Regions from separate parts of the Mus musculus genome. Here region 1 is linked to region 2. The links are chromatin contacts, called in public promoter capture Hi-C maps. All regions are on one chromosome and are shown on one strand. The core of a region is the stretch at or near the end of the contact, and the rest is flanking DNA. Distances in the headings are between cores, read along the strand shown.

What was found. Promoter capture Hi-C pulls out the DNA fragments that hold promoters and counts their contacts.
Region 1: a contact with region 2 is called in a promoter capture Hi-C map of pre-B cells, with 5 times the contacts expected there. The contact joins the promoter of Rtl5 here to the promoter of Hdac8 in region 2. A contact is called at or near these places in 7 of 39 promoter capture datasets (3T3-L1-derived adipocytes, the C10 cell line, HPC-7-derived erythroid cells and 3 more), 1 of 115 datasets of contacts at active chromatin or transcription factors (embryonic forebrain) and 1 of 9 other capture datasets (pancreatic islet).

What each region holds. Positions count from the first base shown.
Region 1 is chrX:102,069,683-102,073,326 of GRCm38.p6, reverse strand. Rtl5 (retrotransposon Gag like 5) reads left to right here and starts at 2,020. Exons shown (of 2, transcript NM_001278534.1): 1 at 2,020-3,644. The coding sequence starts at 2,465. It overlaps Nhsl2 (NHS-like 2), which reads right to left. Exons shown (of 8, transcript NM_001163610.1): 2 at 1,848-2,003.
Region 2 is chrX:102,502,900-102,506,841 of GRCm38.p6, reverse strand. It overlaps Hdac8 (histone deacetylase 8), which reads left to right and starts at 1,684. Exons shown (of 11, transcript NM_027382.4): 1 at 1,684-1,888; 2 at 2,391-2,443. The coding sequence starts at 1,778. Gm32262 (a long non-coding RNA gene) reads right to left here. Exons shown (of 14, transcript XR_003953070.1): 14 at 1,516-2,263.

The sequences.
Region 1 (3,644 bases), core at 771-3,270, 430 kb after region 2:
ACTCTAGGGGGCCTCAGCCAGGTGCCAGGCTAGGGAAGGACCATGAGCCAGTCTCCCACACCAAGCTGCCCAGGCTGACTCGATGGCTTCTTTGAGCTATTTCCTGGCCATTGGATTCAGAAATGGAAAAGGGCTTGGTTTCCAGGACCATGAGAGTAGAGGAAGAAAGAAAGTCAGTAAATCCAAGCTGTGCTGCTTTGGGGACCAAGCTTTCTCTTAGTGGTCCCCACCTTAAGTGCTCAACTGGAAGCCCACACCTAGGACATCCTTTGCTAAAGTTCCATTCTCTGAGGCTCTGCAGCTCTTCAGCTGTTCTCCAGCACTGCTCAGGAGCAATGTGCATGAAGCCGGAAGAGAACCACACTGAGAAGTCCAGTCTGGAACCCTGCCTTGGATTGCAAGAACTTATGTTTGCTTTGTTTTTCTTTGAGACAAAGTTTTACATGTAGCCCAGGCTGGCTTCAGAACTCAAGATCCTCCTGCCTCAGTCTCTTGAGTGCTGGAGTTACATACAGGCTTGTGCCGCCATACCTGGCCGCAAGAACTCACGATTGATGTTTTCTAGGTCTGGTTCCACTGTGGGTGGGGTCAGGTCTAGGGAGGCTAAAAGTCAGGAAACCGAAGGTGGTGGCATAGAAGACAGCCAAGTTCATGGACACATGATGACGGAAGTATGTGTAAGATGTGAACGGGCCTGACCAAAGCCATGGCTTAGATGACATGCAGAAAGTGAGAGGTCAGAATGGACATTCCAGGCTCTGTGTGCTCTGAATCTGGTGCTGAGGCTGCTCTCAGGGCTGATTCTCTGCAGCAATGTCTGCGCTCTCTGCTCCGATTCCCTCTTCAGAAGCCCTTCCAGGTGCTCTTAAGTCTCAGGGCAGATACCCAAAGAGCACTCTTCCCTTTGAACTGTGGCCCCTGGGCATGTTGGAAAAGTTTTTCTTTGTCTGGAGGTGGAGGTCTGCCTCTCTCTGAGTTTCTGCTTCCTGGTCCTAATTCTACCTTTGCTAAACTAGCACATTCACTCCCCTCCCCCTCTTGCATGGTAGCTCTTCCTTGTTGGACACAGGGCTCATGATTATCTCTTAGCATCTTGCTTCTCTAAGGTCACTACTGCCCTTTTCGGGGAGCTGGGGGTTTCCACTGTATCCCCCTTGGGAGGCCCATCAGATGTTTTCTGTTCTGCACTGGGATTAATATATGCTGGCACGGAGATATAAGAACTGACAAGATATTTTGTACATTTCGTATCCATTGGGCACCTCCTGGGGGAATTCAGCCCTGTGTCCAGTGTCTCTGAAAAACTCAAGTAGTAAGAGAAACTCAAAGGTACAAGAGATGGCTTTTTTTTTTTTTTTGTGGTGCTGGACATAGAAGCTTGGGCCTTGCACATGCTACCACTAAGCTACATCCTCAGCTTGGAGAGATATATGGAGGAGCTCATTGTGGTTGGGAGGTTATTACAAGAGCAGAGTGTGTGAAGTCCAGGTAAGGAGAAACCCCTTTGTTTTCTGGTGCCAGCATCCCAAGGCATGGGCTATATAACAGGAGGGCTGGAAGGAATGTGGGTCCCCATTGAGGGAGTCTCCCATTTCCTTCTCCGTGAATTGCTTGACCACTACCCTGTCTCAGCCTGTATCCTTTCTCCCTTTATGGACTACTGAACCAAAAAGGGAGGGAGGAAGGGAGCAACAGCACTGGAAACAGAATGTTAGCATCATCAGTCTGGAAGGTGAAAAGAGAGATGGTTTGGAACTGTTTTCTTTTCTTTTGCTGCTCCCCATTTCTTCTTTGCCTCCCTCCTGCTGCGCAGCTGCCTCTAAGGCAGCCCCCCACCCTCGCAGTACCTTGCAACAGGCTCTGGAGATTGAGCTGCGCCTCGCGAAGCAGTTCCTCTACACTCGGGGGCCTGCCCGAGGAGAGGAACACGTTCACTGGCTGTCGCCATGACGACCTCGAGTGGGCAGTCGCTGTCGCATTTTCCCGACCCGAGTTAGCTGCAGCTAGGGAAGGAGAGAGTGAGTGAGAGCGCAGCCGCGGGAGCCAGTGGGCTCCCTCGGTTCCCGAAGGCCCGCCCCTGCGGGGGGCGCGCGTAGCTGAGCTTAAAAGGCGAGAGGGATCGCTGTCTGCAAGATTTTTCCTCGACAGATCCTGCCGCAGTCCCTTCCCTCCTACTCTGCCTGCCTCTGTTGGCGTCACCTCTGCCAGCGTCTCGTCTGTCTCCTGCGCCTGCCGCCTCCAGGTCCCGAGCTGCTGCCTGCTCTCTCTCCGACCCCTGCCACGAGGTAACGCGTCCCGGACCGAGCCCCTGTGGGTGTGGCCCGGGCTCGCTTGCGCCGGGTCGCCCTGTCGCCGCACGTTGGTCTCCTCCCACGCCCACCTCCTCATTTCTGCCTCCTCCTGCACTCCCCATAACTCCCTACCCCCAAGTGCCCAGCACTCAAAGCCCCAGGAACTTGTCACAATGTCTGAAGCGGCGGGAAATCTCAATAGCCTCCGCTTGGCGAATGTGGCCCTGCGAGAGGAGTTAAATGCCCTTCGAGGAGAGAATGTCCAGCTGGGCCTGCAGCTCGGAAGAGCCTTGGCCGAGGTTAATTCCTTGCGGGGCAATGTCTCGAGCTACATCCGCTGGCCCATGCCCATAGTACCGGTCCTTGCCGAGGAGAACTTTGAGTTCCTGCTCAATGAGACTGATCCCACTCCTGAGGAGGAGGAAGAGGAGGAGGAGGAGGTGCCTTTCCTGTGCTGGCCTCCTCCACGCACAGATCCCGAGTACGTCTCAGATGATCTTTTGATTAATGTGGTCCAGGACTATACCAACCCCGACGGGTCCAGTGACCCTCCTCTGTCACCCAGCCCGTCCCAGCCGGAACTGCACTCCCCCATGTTAAAGGAGCCAACCTTTGAGTTCCTTTTGCCACCGCTGGAGCGGCCAGACATAGAACCCTTTTCAGGCGACCCAGTGTACCTGGCTGAATTTCTGATGCAGCTAGAGACTTTCATAGCAGATCACGAGGATCACTTCCCTGGGGGCGCGGAACGGGTGGCATTTCTCATCTCCTTTTTCACAGGGGAAGCGAGAGACTGGGCTATCTCAGTCACTCAGGAAGGAAGCTCCTTGCATGCCAACTTCCCGCGCTTCCTGGATGAAATCCGTAAGGAATTCTGTGGCCCCATCCCCTCACGCGTGGCTAAAAAGGCCATACGCAAGCTCAAGCAGGGAAACTGTACCCTGGGCAGCTATGCAGATGCTTTTCAGTTCTTGGCCCAGTTCTTGTCTTGGGATGACTGTCGCCTCCAAAACCAATTTCTCAAAGGCTTGTCAGAAATTTTTCGAAAGGAACTCTTATGGTCAACTGAAGTGGCCGACCTGGATGAGCTGATTCTTGAGTGTGTCAAGATAGAAAGGAAAGTGCGTGTCCCCAAGACAGCCTCGCTCACTGGAGTTCAAAATAGCTGCTGCCCCTTTGCACTAATTCCTAATGAGGATGAAAATGAAGGTGTGGAGTTCTACAGTGAAAATGAGGGTGAGGGTGAAGAGGCAGGCGGGTACAGGCTTTATCTGAAGGATCAGAGGCAGCACATGACAGCTTTCCCACAAGAGATGAGGGAGGAAGAGGAGGAGATGAGGAAAGAGGAAGACG
Region 2 (3,942 bases), core at 435-2,934:
GTGCATCTCATAAGATATTCTGAAATGCTAGTAAGAATCCTACTTAACCATTTATTGTTAAGTACTTTATGCCTATTAAGTAAGCTAAGTGCCCTCCATTCATTATCTGGCTCTGTTATTAATATGGTTTCAAATGAAGTAGCCTTATCTTATCTATTATAATGCAGATTCCCTGAGAGTGCAGTGTATCTTTGAATCCAAAGCTAAAGTGTACACTTAGTTCATAGAAGTGCTTAATAGTGCACTCAGTTCATAGAAGTGCTTGGGTAACTGAATGATTACAGTGCTTTGAACTAGTTCTATAGACAAATACAAATGAAGCATAACTTGTTCCATTCTAATTGGAGAACAAATGCATATCTCTCTCTCTCTCTCTCTCTCTCTCACACACACACACACACACACACACACACACACACACACGTACATACCTCAAGATTGCAAGAATATTAAGTATTGGGATACTAAATCGAATATTGACCACAGGTATAGCAGAAAGTCAACCTGGAAGCATCAAATTCACATAGTAAAAGGAGTATTTAGGTTTTGGGTGTTAGGTAGAGCTAATTTTGGATTGTTTTCCTACCTCAGTGTGTGACCGAGAATAGTTTTTACCCTCCAAAGTACATCTGCAAAGTGGACATGTTACAGCTTGCGTCATAGAACTGTTGAAAGGATTAAGATAATATCCAAAGTGCTTATCACGAAACAAAAGTTTAAAGCAAGCTTGTCTTTTAAAGAAAGTACAAATCTGGGCCTGTCTCGGAGGCCTCAGTGTGTCAGTTGAGGATGGTCTGAGTGCTGGGAGTCTGGGAATTGACCAGCTAGGCTCAGATCTTGTAGGCATCCAGAACCCCCAAACTTCTGGTGGAAATAACACTGCCTGGGGACACACTAACACCCTGTACACCAAACCTAAAACATTTGCCCTAACCGTTGTTTAGCTTCAGAAGCAAATGAAAGAAAAAGTGGCTGTGTGTTGGGGGATGGGGGAGGTGTGTTTTCCCACTACTTGGGAGAGAACCCTTGCTTTTCATCACATGAAAGCTCCACAGTCCCTGTCTCAGTTTTAGGAAGGTGACATCGGGTTTGTCAGAGTGGATTATTGGAGAGGCTGTTAATCTCTTTCAGACAGTGATGAAAAGTAGCGAACTAAAGTTGCAGCACGAAATTTACTCTGTAAACATTTCAAACAATCCTCAGCCTTAGCACCATTAGCTAATGTAGCTGGGTGGTGGTCTTGCCTGCTATTGAATGTATAGTTTACCTCTATTTAAATATTTAAATGATATTTGCAGTTTGAAAACTTAAAAGAGTTCAGACTCTTAGCGCCAAAACTTGAAACCACGTTTTTTTAGTGTTTAGCTGTGTTTCTTTCTGTTACCATACTCCTTTAAAACTACATCTCCCAGCATGCTTTGGAGCTGGTCTGACCTCATTTCAAATGGCCCCGTAGGGCAACAAGGCTGGTTACTTTTGACCGTGCTACTTGTGCCATGAAAAAATTGATCCCAATTGGCAGTTATTTGGTTTTTATATCTGTCAGGCACCTTTTTTGAACTGTGGTCATCAGTAGAAGGCATCTGGTCTGGAAGGGCCCATCCATCCCTGTAGTTGGACGAGGGACCAGGGAAACTGTCTCCGGCGATCTAAATAGGAGGGAATGTTGACAAGGGAGCACCGCTGGGGCTGAACAGAGGAGCAGGAACTGGAGCTCAGGCTGAGTCTGAAAACTGTTGGCTCCAGACTTTGGCTCGCGGACGGTTGGAAGTGGGAGATGGAGATGCCAGAGGAACCCGCCAACAGTGGGCATTCACTACCCCCGGTTTATATTTACAGTCCCGAGTATGTCAGCATCTGCGACTCCCTTGTGAAGGTCCCCAAACGGGTAAGAGAGGTCTGGATCAAAGACCACGGTTTGCGGGGATGGGGGTGGGAGGGTGTGAAAGGGAGTACATTAGGAAACGAGAAAACTGGACTGAAGGATACCTTCAGCAAAAATGTAACTAGCAGTGCCAGGCACGCCAAGCCGAGCAGAAGGAAGTGGTTCATTACCTTCAGAGAGCGCAGTGGGGCATCCAACGCTCGAGTGGGGGCGGGGGGCGGGGGAGGGGAAGGATTGGCGCAGAGGTGAGCGGAGTTACCAATAGGGGGTCCTGGACCACAAACTGTTAGGAGAGAGTATTCCATCACTTGCGTTAGTAAAGCTGGGGAGCTTCGAATCTTGGCGATTTTGAGACTCTGTGTTTGTCTTAAGTGTATTCTGTTAAAGTGACAGAAGGGAGAAGAGAGAAAGTAGTTAGTTCTCCGCGCAGGCTGTTGTTGTTAATGGCATTTCAGTACATTGAACCTTAAGGAGACTGCTCTGCCTTTCTTTGATGCTGTTTCAGGCCAGTATGGTCCACTCTCTGATCGAAGCCTATGCCCTGCATAAACAAATGAGGTAAGTGCGTTGACCTTTCTGAACATGATCATTTCTGAGGGCAGGCGTGTTCATAGCCTTAACACCTTGTCTCCTCCCAGTGGGACTAACCAGCGAGAAATGCTGCGTTCAAAAAAAAAAAAAAAAAAAAGCTTGTGTGGGAGTGGGGTGTTCATAGTCTTTGTTAGATGCTTGTACCGCCGGGAAAGCTTGAGAACAGTTGGGAAAGGCACACGAAGGGGTTAAGATCCCTTAGAAAAGAGACTTTGCTTCTAGACATGTGAGGAGGTGTTAAGCTGGAAAATGTTTTGTTTTATATTTGGTCTGGATTTTGTTTGTTTTCTAAAGCTAGATTTGGGGATGTGGGTTCAATTTGAGACTTAGATCTGCTACCCCACCCCCATCACCACCAAACTTTAACCTGGTCTCTGTTGACCACACAAGTAAAGCTAGCTACATCCTTCTCAAAAACAAGCCAAAAACAAGCTTTCTGTTGATTGCCAATTCTATATTTAATGTCATAAATGAAAGTATTATGGACCTGGCACATGTCAAATCAGGTTTTCTCATTACTGACCAACTACGTGACTGGCTAGATCACCTAATGCTGCATTTTCTTCACAGAAAGTAATATAATAGGTTTTCATATTTTATTCTTAGTATTAAGTCATTTTTAGTGTGTACATTCTTTTGGAATGTGTTGTTGTTTTGAGACAGAGTCTCACTGTGTAGTTCTGGCTAGCCAAGAACTGTTAACATCAACCAGGCTGGCCTTGAATTTACCAAGAACCACCTGCCTTGCCTCCCAGGTGCAGGATCAGCAGGTTTGCAGCACCATACCCTTCTAGGAATGTTTTCCTCCCTATGCTTAATTCCTATGGTCATCAAAATAACTACTTGTCTTTCCTTAAAAGTATTTTAACACTTTTCTGAGCCTGGTGGTACAGGCCGTTAATTCTAGGCCTTTGGAAGGCTGAGACAGGAACATCACAACTTCAAAGCCAGCTGGGTAACTTAGCCACACCCTGTCTCAAAATACAATTTTTAAAGGGGTTTAAGATAGTGTTCAATGTGTAGAACACTTGCCTAACATATAGGAGGTCTAGGCTCCCACACACAAAATTAACACTTACAAATATTTTATTGCAAACAAGATGTCAAAGCAAAGTCATTAGCTCGCTGCTGAGTAGTCAGTAGTCTTTCCTTTTAGGGTGAGTGAAACAGATGGGAAGGTGCTACAAGGCAACAATTAGAAAAGGCTGGGATGGCAGGGCGTGGTGGCGCATGCCTTTAATCCCAGCATTTGGGAGGCAGAGGCAGGCAGATTTCTGGGTTCAGCCTGGGTTCAGCCTGGTCTACAATGTTCCAGGACAGCCAGGGCTACACAGAGAAACCTTGTCTCAAAAAACCAAAAGCAACAAAACAAAACAAAACAAAACCTGGGATACATAAAACAAAAGCTTGTGTACAAAATTGAGACAATGTTTCTCTACATAGCCTACCTAGGCAGCCCTAGGACT